2 separate regions of the Zea mays genome follow, and region 2 is linked to region 1. A link is a contact called in public Hi-C data. All regions are on one chromosome and are shown on one strand. The core of a region is the stretch at or near the end of the contact, and the rest is flanking DNA. Distances in the headings are between cores, read along the strand shown.

Region 1 (4,295 bases), core at 725-3,224:
ATCTTCAACCTCACGTACATAGCTTGCTCATGAACAGAGAGGCCAGCGAGTCGCGCAGGAGGGCGGTACCAGCGAGCACTGGGGTGAGCTCCAGGGCGGCGGCACAACACGACAGAGGATGAAGCAGGGCCGTGCGCCGCGCGCAGTGGAGCCGGGAGCCTGGCAGACGTACGATCCGAGCAGGAGCAGACTGTGTCGGAGGAGTTCCCAGCACCATGGAGGAGCAGAGGGGTGGCCTAGCCGGACTATGGGGCTGGCGAGCGAACGAGAGTTGGTTGTGGCCTGGCTAGAGAAGGAAATGGCGTGGAGGAGAAGGAAGAGGAGTGGACTTCTATTTATAGAGCAGAAGCTCCAGAGTAGGCCTGCTAGTGTCTAACAGGTGGCGGGCGCTACAGTGCCGACCTTGGACGACGAGTTTTGGTGTTTTCTGTTTGGATTCAGATCTCGGTCACTATAGACAATCTTTTCCTTGATCTATACTCTACATATCTTGTACATAACTTGAGGTGATTCAGACATGGGTTAGAGAGATAAAGACCCACAAAAACTAGTTTGTTGCTGCTATCAAATCAGTGGAAACTGGGTGTCAAAACATATCAAACGGAATCAGATGAATGCCATCTTTTAATATGTTGTTACTCTATCAATTATTTAAAACTTTTATATTTGGGGAAACTCGAGTTGTTCAACAAAAATTTGGGAACGCGAGACGTCAACCCGATCGACACTAATTCCAGACTAAGAAGGATTTGAATCCTGAAATCAGATTTTTATTCTGTCTTGAGGGCACTGTTTGAGATACTTAGAGATTGAATCAAGGCTAGGTGTAATTGTAACATTTATTGTATAACATAGGTTATACAACTTTTATTAAAGGTCAAACCTTATATTCTGATTATAAATTAAAATTTCACTTTGGTCAAAGTAGTATCGTTATAAAGCTTATAATTATATTTTTAAGGCAAATCAGAGTATTTTTCTCGACATTTTCTTGCATGGACCCTTAATAACTTTTGTTGTAGAGTTCATATAGAGTTGTTTGAGCAAGATGACAAGGCTTAGTTGAACTTCAAAATTTGCATTTGTTCAAACGAGCATTTTCAAGCAAGAATAGGATTAATCTATTCATGTGAGTATTTCGTTGAAACTTAGAGAAATCTTCAGAATACACTTGATAGATAGAGATGAATATGATATAGAGATATCAAGTCGGTTTACATAAAAATTAATTATAGGTTAACACAACAAAGATCTGCTGGAGAATGCGAATTCAAATTAAATAGTCGAACATAGATCGAATGTCGAGAAATCGGATTCGGACACAGATCGAATAACAACTGTCAAGAGTTCGAATAAATGAGTCTGAACGGGATTTGCGAAACGAGATTGACTTTTGAATTTGCATTTGCTTTAAGAAACAAAAGTTTTAACAGACTCTAAATCTAGCCTTTTTCGAGATCAATTAACTTGGAATTCGATGAAACATTTACTATTAACTTGGTACCGAGCATCAATATAAAATAGACACCGGGTGTCACACCCTTCCGGCTCGCTGGCTTCTTTGACCCACGCGGCGAAGTCGAAAGCAAGGTCAATGGGCTTATGACACGTGCTCTCCTGCTGCCTCGCTGGTGGAGCTTTCCACGGTTTGTGCCCTCGTCTCGTCCCTACGACTCCGACAACTCCCCGAGAGCAGGAAAGCGAGAAACACCCACCACACGCTCCGCCCGGTTCCACATCAATCCGCGCCCAATTCAGGCCCCGCAGTCCAGTGAGCCGAGGCCGGACGAATGGCAAGTTGGGCAGCGCGCTCCGGGGGACACCGACCCCCGTGCTGGAAATTTCCAACCAAAACCCCAATGCCTCGAGGGCGCACCCAAACAAACTGGCTCCGCCTCCTTCCTCCCCACCCCCGGCCTCCGCCGCTGCCTTCTTTTCCTCGTGCGCATATTCGCTTGCAGCGGCGCCGACACCATTTCATAAACACCGGAAACGCGCGCGAAGTGAGGAGCAGCACCAAACGCCCCTCTGCTTCTCCTCTATTTCTCCCTCTTGCGGAGCCGCCTCTTGTGTGTAGGGGTGTGTCGAGTCTATGGCGGCGGCGGCGGATACCTCGGAGGCGTCTGCGGCCGGGATCGCGCTTGCGGAGGCCAATATCAACTGGGAGAGGTACGCCCCACGTTTCCCTTCTTGTAGTGAGTTACTTAGAACCAAAACGAGGAATCTTTTCATCCTGGCGGGCGGTTTACGTTTGCGGCCTCGCATCTTCTGGTCCGTCTCCGGATCGGCAGCGCGCTTTTAGTTTGGTTGGGCTGTCAGCCCACCGCTTGTTCCCGTGCTCGGCACAGGGCAAGGATGAGGAATGGGCAGCCAGGGAGCGTGGGTTACAGGAAGGTGATTCACGGGCGCATTGCGTCTTTTCCCAATCTTTTGGTGGGCGTGTGGCGCGGCAGAGGCCAGAGGTCCACGAGATCAGTGCCGCAGATGTGGACGGGGAACGGGCTTAGGTCTTCTGGAAGGCTGTAAATTTCCCGTTTGGCAGAGCTCCGCTCCCAGATTCTGTGGAGTGAAGTTTTCTGAGGATCACTCCCACACAGAATTGATTCTTAGAAATGAACAGGGTCTGGGAGCTAAAAAAAACTGCTTCTCCTGATTCACTCCCAACACATAGTCAGACTTTCCCTATAGTTTATCATATGGTTTCATTTGAGAATAATTTTCGGCTACATAATCACTTCTCTCAGTGAATCACTTCTAACATAGAATCAGAATCAATCGGAGCTCTACCAAACAGGGCCTTAATTTTCAAAACTTTACGTGTTAGAGAGGAATCGATTGTATTTCCCAATTCCAGCAGCGGCTGCTATGTTTCAGGCTGGTAGTTAATATACTTCTATCTGCTTCAATCTCGTGGCATTAACATGTACTCATGTTTTTCTCTTATTCATCTTTGTATGGAAATTTGACACTGAGTTGAATTAGAGCACGTCCTCAAATAGGAAGGAATCCAAATTTTTAGCTTTTATATATGACACATTATTATGCTACACATCACTGCAGTTTCAGATTCTCCAACAAGGTGCCTCAAAATAGTGCCCCAAAAATTAAAATACTACATCATTTAAAGTTTTTAGAGCACTAAAAAACAAATTGAGCCCCAAGCCCCCAACAGTTTAGCCCTAAATCATGTATTTTAGGAAACAAATTACATTATCAGGGAAAAAGTTTAAGGATGATGTAGAAAACAAGGATATGACACTAATCTGGGGTGTAGTATATTTGAGTCACTTCATTGTGTGCCCTATAGTTTTTTAATAAAAATTTATAAAATAGGGCACTGTTGGAGTTGTTTTTTATGTGTTTGAGTCCTATATTTCAAGATAGGGCATCCATTTAAGACACTGTTGTACTTCTGAAGTTTTTAACTCAAGCCATAGCTTGGATTTTCTTTATGAGATTTATGCATTCTCTCTGTATTGACGTTATAGTATTTAAATTTTATGCCAAATACTTGTCATTCTCGTTTCTTAACCTTTCTCTTTATCTTTATCCAATGTACCTTTCCTTTTTTTTTCCAATACATCTCTATCTCTCTCTTTCTCATAAGGGGTACTTTGGTCTTTTAGCTGCAATATTGGTATCCACGCACAATCCTATAATGTCAACTATTTTGGGATGGAGGAAGTATTTGCTCTCCTTTGTGTCATTAATTCTCAACTTTCAAGTCAATTTCTAATTTTCTATTAGATGGGCAATCAATGGCGCACGGTACTAAGTTTTGCCTTTAAAGGAATGGGAGATTCATTTGTGAACCTAGGTCTGCACCCATCAAGATTTGATGGACTTCTATGCATCAAAAAGTTCTTCAAAGTTTGTACATGTAGAAATATTTGGAGAATTATTTAAGTGAAGAAAGTTCAGCTACTCCTAATGGTTGCAGATCACTCTAGGGTCCATAAATTTCCTTTTAAATCACATTTTGAATCTGTAATTGTTCCCTGCATCTTTGTCATCATCAGTGATGTGATGGACAGTAATTTTGGTTTTCTTGCCACCTGTATTCAAAGGCTTCTAGAGTCGCGTGCTATTTTGGAAATGTCATGCTGGCAACATGGCAACAACAACAACAACAACAACAAAGCCTTTTTGTCCCAAGCACGTTGGGGTAGGCTAGAGATAAAACCCCATATGAAAACCTCAGAGCTCAACCCCCAAAGAAAAGAAAAGGGAGACAAAGGCAAAGGAGAACCGAAAAACGACGAAACGGGGAAACACATAAAAAGAGATAAAACCCA
Region 2 (4,173 bases), core at 1,469-3,968, 170 kb before region 1:
CCAACTTCACATCATGGAAGTGGCGATAGCCACAGATCATCCAAAGCAAGTCCTTCTATGTGAAGATATAGCTGGTCAAGAAGTCTTCTTCGACACTTAGTTATCCAAAGATCAAGAGAATGATCTCAAGAAATTTTTTGTTTCATAATAAGGATGTATTTGCTTGGTCCACAAATGACTTATGTGGAGTGGACAAAAGCATCATCGAGCATGCTCTCAATGTGGACCCAAAAATAAAACCAAGAAAGCATAAGATTTGAAACATGTCCGACGATAGGGTAGAAGGAGCAAGAACGGAAGTCAAATGGCTCCTTAGTGCTAGAGTGATTAGAGAAATTACCTTTCTAGAATGCTTGGCAAACATAGCCATGGTCAATAAATCCAATGGGAAATGATAGATGTGCATTGATTTTACTAATCTAAATAGGTCCTACCTGATGATTAAGTTCCTATTGCCCAAAAAACATGTTAGTAGTTGCAACTGCTACTTGAGAAATGATGAGATTATTGGGTAGTTATTCAAGATACCATCAAAATTGGATGAGAAAATAAGATGAGGTAAAGACAAGCTTCATCACACCCAATAGCATGTATTGTTATGTTTGGATGCCAAAGGGGACTAAACAATGTTGGGGCAGTTTCAGCAGGATGACAACAAAATTGTTAACTACCTAGATTAGAAGATGATATCATCATCTGAAGCACAAAACAAGATCAGATTAAAGAGATTTACAAGAAACATTCGTCGATTTTCAATGGGTGGGTCTAAAGTTGAATCCTGACACATGTCTTTAGAATAAGAAAAGGAAAGTTCCTTAGATGTTTGGTGTCTACTAAAGGAATTGTAGAAAACCCAACAAAGATTGAACAAATATTTTGGATGGATAGGGGGCTCAGAGATTAGTAGGTAGGTTGGCATCACTAAATAGGTTCATAGCAAGGGTAGACAAAAGAAGCCTTGTAACACCCTGGAATCCGCAAACATCCTGGGATGCTATTAAACTTCATTACCAACATCCGTAAACTAAGAAAATATAAAATTTGGTAGCCTCTACATTGTATTTGTAAGCATCACGAAAGCAAAAGACATAATCAATTATAATGCATCGCACTAACATGAATAACCCTCTAGCAAGAATGAGCAACCACGATGACTACAAATAACATTTACACCACTTCATAAATATCAACCTCAAACTTAATAAAGAAAAACTAAATGTTTGGTTCTTAATGAGTCTTTACACCATATGAGCAATGTGCTGCTACTTCCCCTTCCCCTTGGCAAGCGTGAGATGAAACATCTTAGCAAGCAAATTTATTTTGACAAGATATTTAAATTACAAGTTAGATTATCAATGATTTTAAGTAACTTCAATTTATAAGAATAATACTTTTAGATAAAGAATTTAATAACTATAATATCTAAAATACTATCTCATCTCGAACAACCACACCAGGTTTGTTAATCACTTCATGTCCTCGACATCTGCAAGTACTTGAATGAATGCATATGAATGCAATGCATATGCCTTCTGTCTACATACCACGAAGGGTATGGAGCCATATCACACCCCTCATCGGGCAACACACGATGCTATATTGTACCGGTATGGTAGGACCATAGGTCACAACATAACTTCAAATGCAATGAAACATGATATGCACATGGCATGCTTCAATTAATAAGATACATCAATGATACTTTGCTATCTTTAAATAAATGTGGTTTACCACACAAATTATGCTAGAACAACAACATTTTCATATGTATAGAATTAAGCATCATATCCATTAGCTAACAGAATGACCAACATCAAGTTCATGTAATATTTCACGACAAACTACTAAATATTAAGGTGTAGGTGACGAAAATAAGAAGTCAAAATTGTAGCAAACCACCGCTACAATTCACTTGCCTTCATTGAAGGTGCCAAAAAGCACTAGTAGCGTTCTAGAGCACTACCACCTGTTTCATAATGTACAACTCAGTACAAACATCTTATATTGCTTATTACAAGTAATTGACATAGCGCTCTTGTGATCCACCTAGCGGCAGCGAGCTTGGAGCATCGCCATAAGAGGAAAAGGGAGAAGAAGCGGGCTCGTCTTGCCTCTGTCATGCCTAGGGAGAGCATTACTCCATCCATGGACATGGAGGATATGACCTCCATGACCTCTAGTGGGGCGGGGAACCATTTGTCCTTGGCGTACCCATTTTCCCTAATTGCGTCGAAGCGAGCTCAAGTGTTCTCCCTCAGTTGGGCGGTTCTACAACCGTGCCCATTGCTCCGATGACTACATCATCGGGGCCTCATCATGGAATGCCGGGGGCAGCTGGGTCGTCCTCCACTCCCATGGTCTCGGCCGGACGTGAGATGGTGTCGCTCCCTCCGGCATTGACCGACTTGGCAACGCGACGTGGAGTTGTGTCTCCCTCGTTCGCGCCCCTTCATTTGCTCCAGCGCCGATCTCCAGATCCTCGGACACAAAGAAATGTGGTCGCCCTAGCGTGCTCCTCTTGGTAAGCTTGTCGTTTTGCCTATTTCCTTCTTCCTCTCTTCCTTGCCTCTGTTCGATGTTTTTGATTGCATCGATTTTGTCAACGCGTATGTTTCGGGGAAGACTATGAAGGTGGAGGCCCTCACGGCGAATGGGATGCATCGTCCTCCTGAGCCGCCACCGTAGCTATAACTACTAGGGTGACTCCTTCTGTCACTCTGGTTAGTCTCCCCCTAGTGGTGGCATCCAGTTCCACTATTGTGGCCGCCCCATCGGCCCATGTCGCCCAAGGGGCACCGGGGTCACCCATTGCTGACGTCTCCATTCTGGAGGTGTAGAGGTCCTCACCCGACCTCAGGGTGGTCCCCGTAGCTACGATTGTCGCTGCGGGTGCCTCCCCTACGGTGGATGAGGCGGTCACCCCCTACCATCGCCACTACCAGCCTTGCCTCCTTTGGATGATGTAGTGGTGATTGACACGTTCGGGGCAGTGGCAAATGCGATGGGTGTCGAGTCTCGGGCTCCGTCGCCTCCGGCGCTTGCCTCCTCCTCTCATGTGCTGTCACCGCTTCCCCTTCTTGCCCCAAAGGGGGCCTTGGGGATCTTCCTCCATTCATCCTTGAGGGTTCGAAGGGGAGGAGATGGAGGCAGAAGAGTGGCAAATAATCGAGATGATTGTCGTCCGGGCTGACAGCAGCCTGGGTCGGTGGAGTGTTTCCTTCACAACTTTAGCGAGGCAGTCTCGATCGCCCGCTTGTTGATGACGAGGAACATCATTCCGCAAAGCCAAGTTGGTTCCCCTTCCTATTTGTTTTTCCTTTGTCCGAGTTCTTGTAGTCATGGCTAAACATGGCCGTCGAGTTGCTTTTTTCAGCGTCTCTACTCCCGATCGTCGGCTCGAAGGGAGGCGTTGTAGGCCACGCAGCGGGAGATGGAGAGGCTGCAGGAGGAGGTGGCTTGCTCGGAGGAGAGAGATCGGGAGCTTTCAGGCATCCGAGCCAAGACTGAGTGCCTCGAGGCTGAGGCCACACACCTTAGGTCGGGGCGTGATGAGGCGCACAAGGACGCCAAGCGTCTTCGTGGGGAAAGGACTCGTCTTCAGCAAGATCTGCGCGAGGTGACCCCACGGGCTGAAGAAGCCGAATCGATAGTGCGAGTGGCGAACACCCGCCTTGAGGAGGCTAACTCAGACCTTCGACGGGAGCGAGAGATGGCCGGAGGTAGGTCTTCTTCGTCTTGGGTGTTTCTTTAGGTACAATCATTATTCATGATCGCTTCATGATTCCTCCTTCTCAGATCTTCAGAAGAAGTTTTCCGAGGCCCTTGACGCTATGAAGGCAATCCAGGAGGTGCCGAAGGCGGCAGAGGATGAAGTGCGCAAGCTTTCAATTGCTTGTGATGGCGCTATTGCGACGCAGGTCTGAAAGCGAAATAGGGTTAACCATTTCCTATAATCGATATTGGTGGTTGACATACAACACAAACCACATGGACTAACTAGTTTGTTTAGATATCATTTATCTCAGGTGCATACAAACCAAGAAAAAAATTCAGTTAGGGACTCAATAAAAAATTGGTTCAAGACATAGTGTGTGCTGATTTTTGGCGCACCGGAGAGTGTCTAGTGTGCACCGGACACTGTCCGGTGCACCAGGCCCAAGCGGATTCAAACCA

Evidence for each region. A called contact is a pair of places that touch in the nucleus more often than the background predicts.
Region 2: a contact with region 1 is called in a Hi-C map of bundle sheath, with 2.3 times the contacts expected there. The contact joins the promoter of LOC103635109 here to the promoter of LOC100274176 in region 1. A contact is called at or near these places in 5 of 25 Hi-C or Micro-C datasets (bundle sheath, ear, leaf and 1 more).

Annotation. Positions count from the first base shown.
Region 1 is chr8:40,673,527-40,677,821 of Zm-B73-REFERENCE-NAM-5.0, reverse strand. LOC100274176 (Mitochondrial substrate carrier family protein) reads left to right here and starts at 1,974. Exons shown (of 6, transcript NM_001148550.2): 1 at 1,974-2,169. The coding sequence starts at 2,093.
Region 2 is chr8:40,840,925-40,845,097 of Zm-B73-REFERENCE-NAM-5.0, reverse strand. LOC103635109 reads left to right here and starts at 2,718. Exons shown (of 4, transcript XM_020542612.2): 1 at 2,718-3,289; 2 at 3,374-3,719; 3 at 3,796-3,917; 4 at 4,010-4,173. The coding sequence starts at 3,431. The coding sequence ends at 4,057.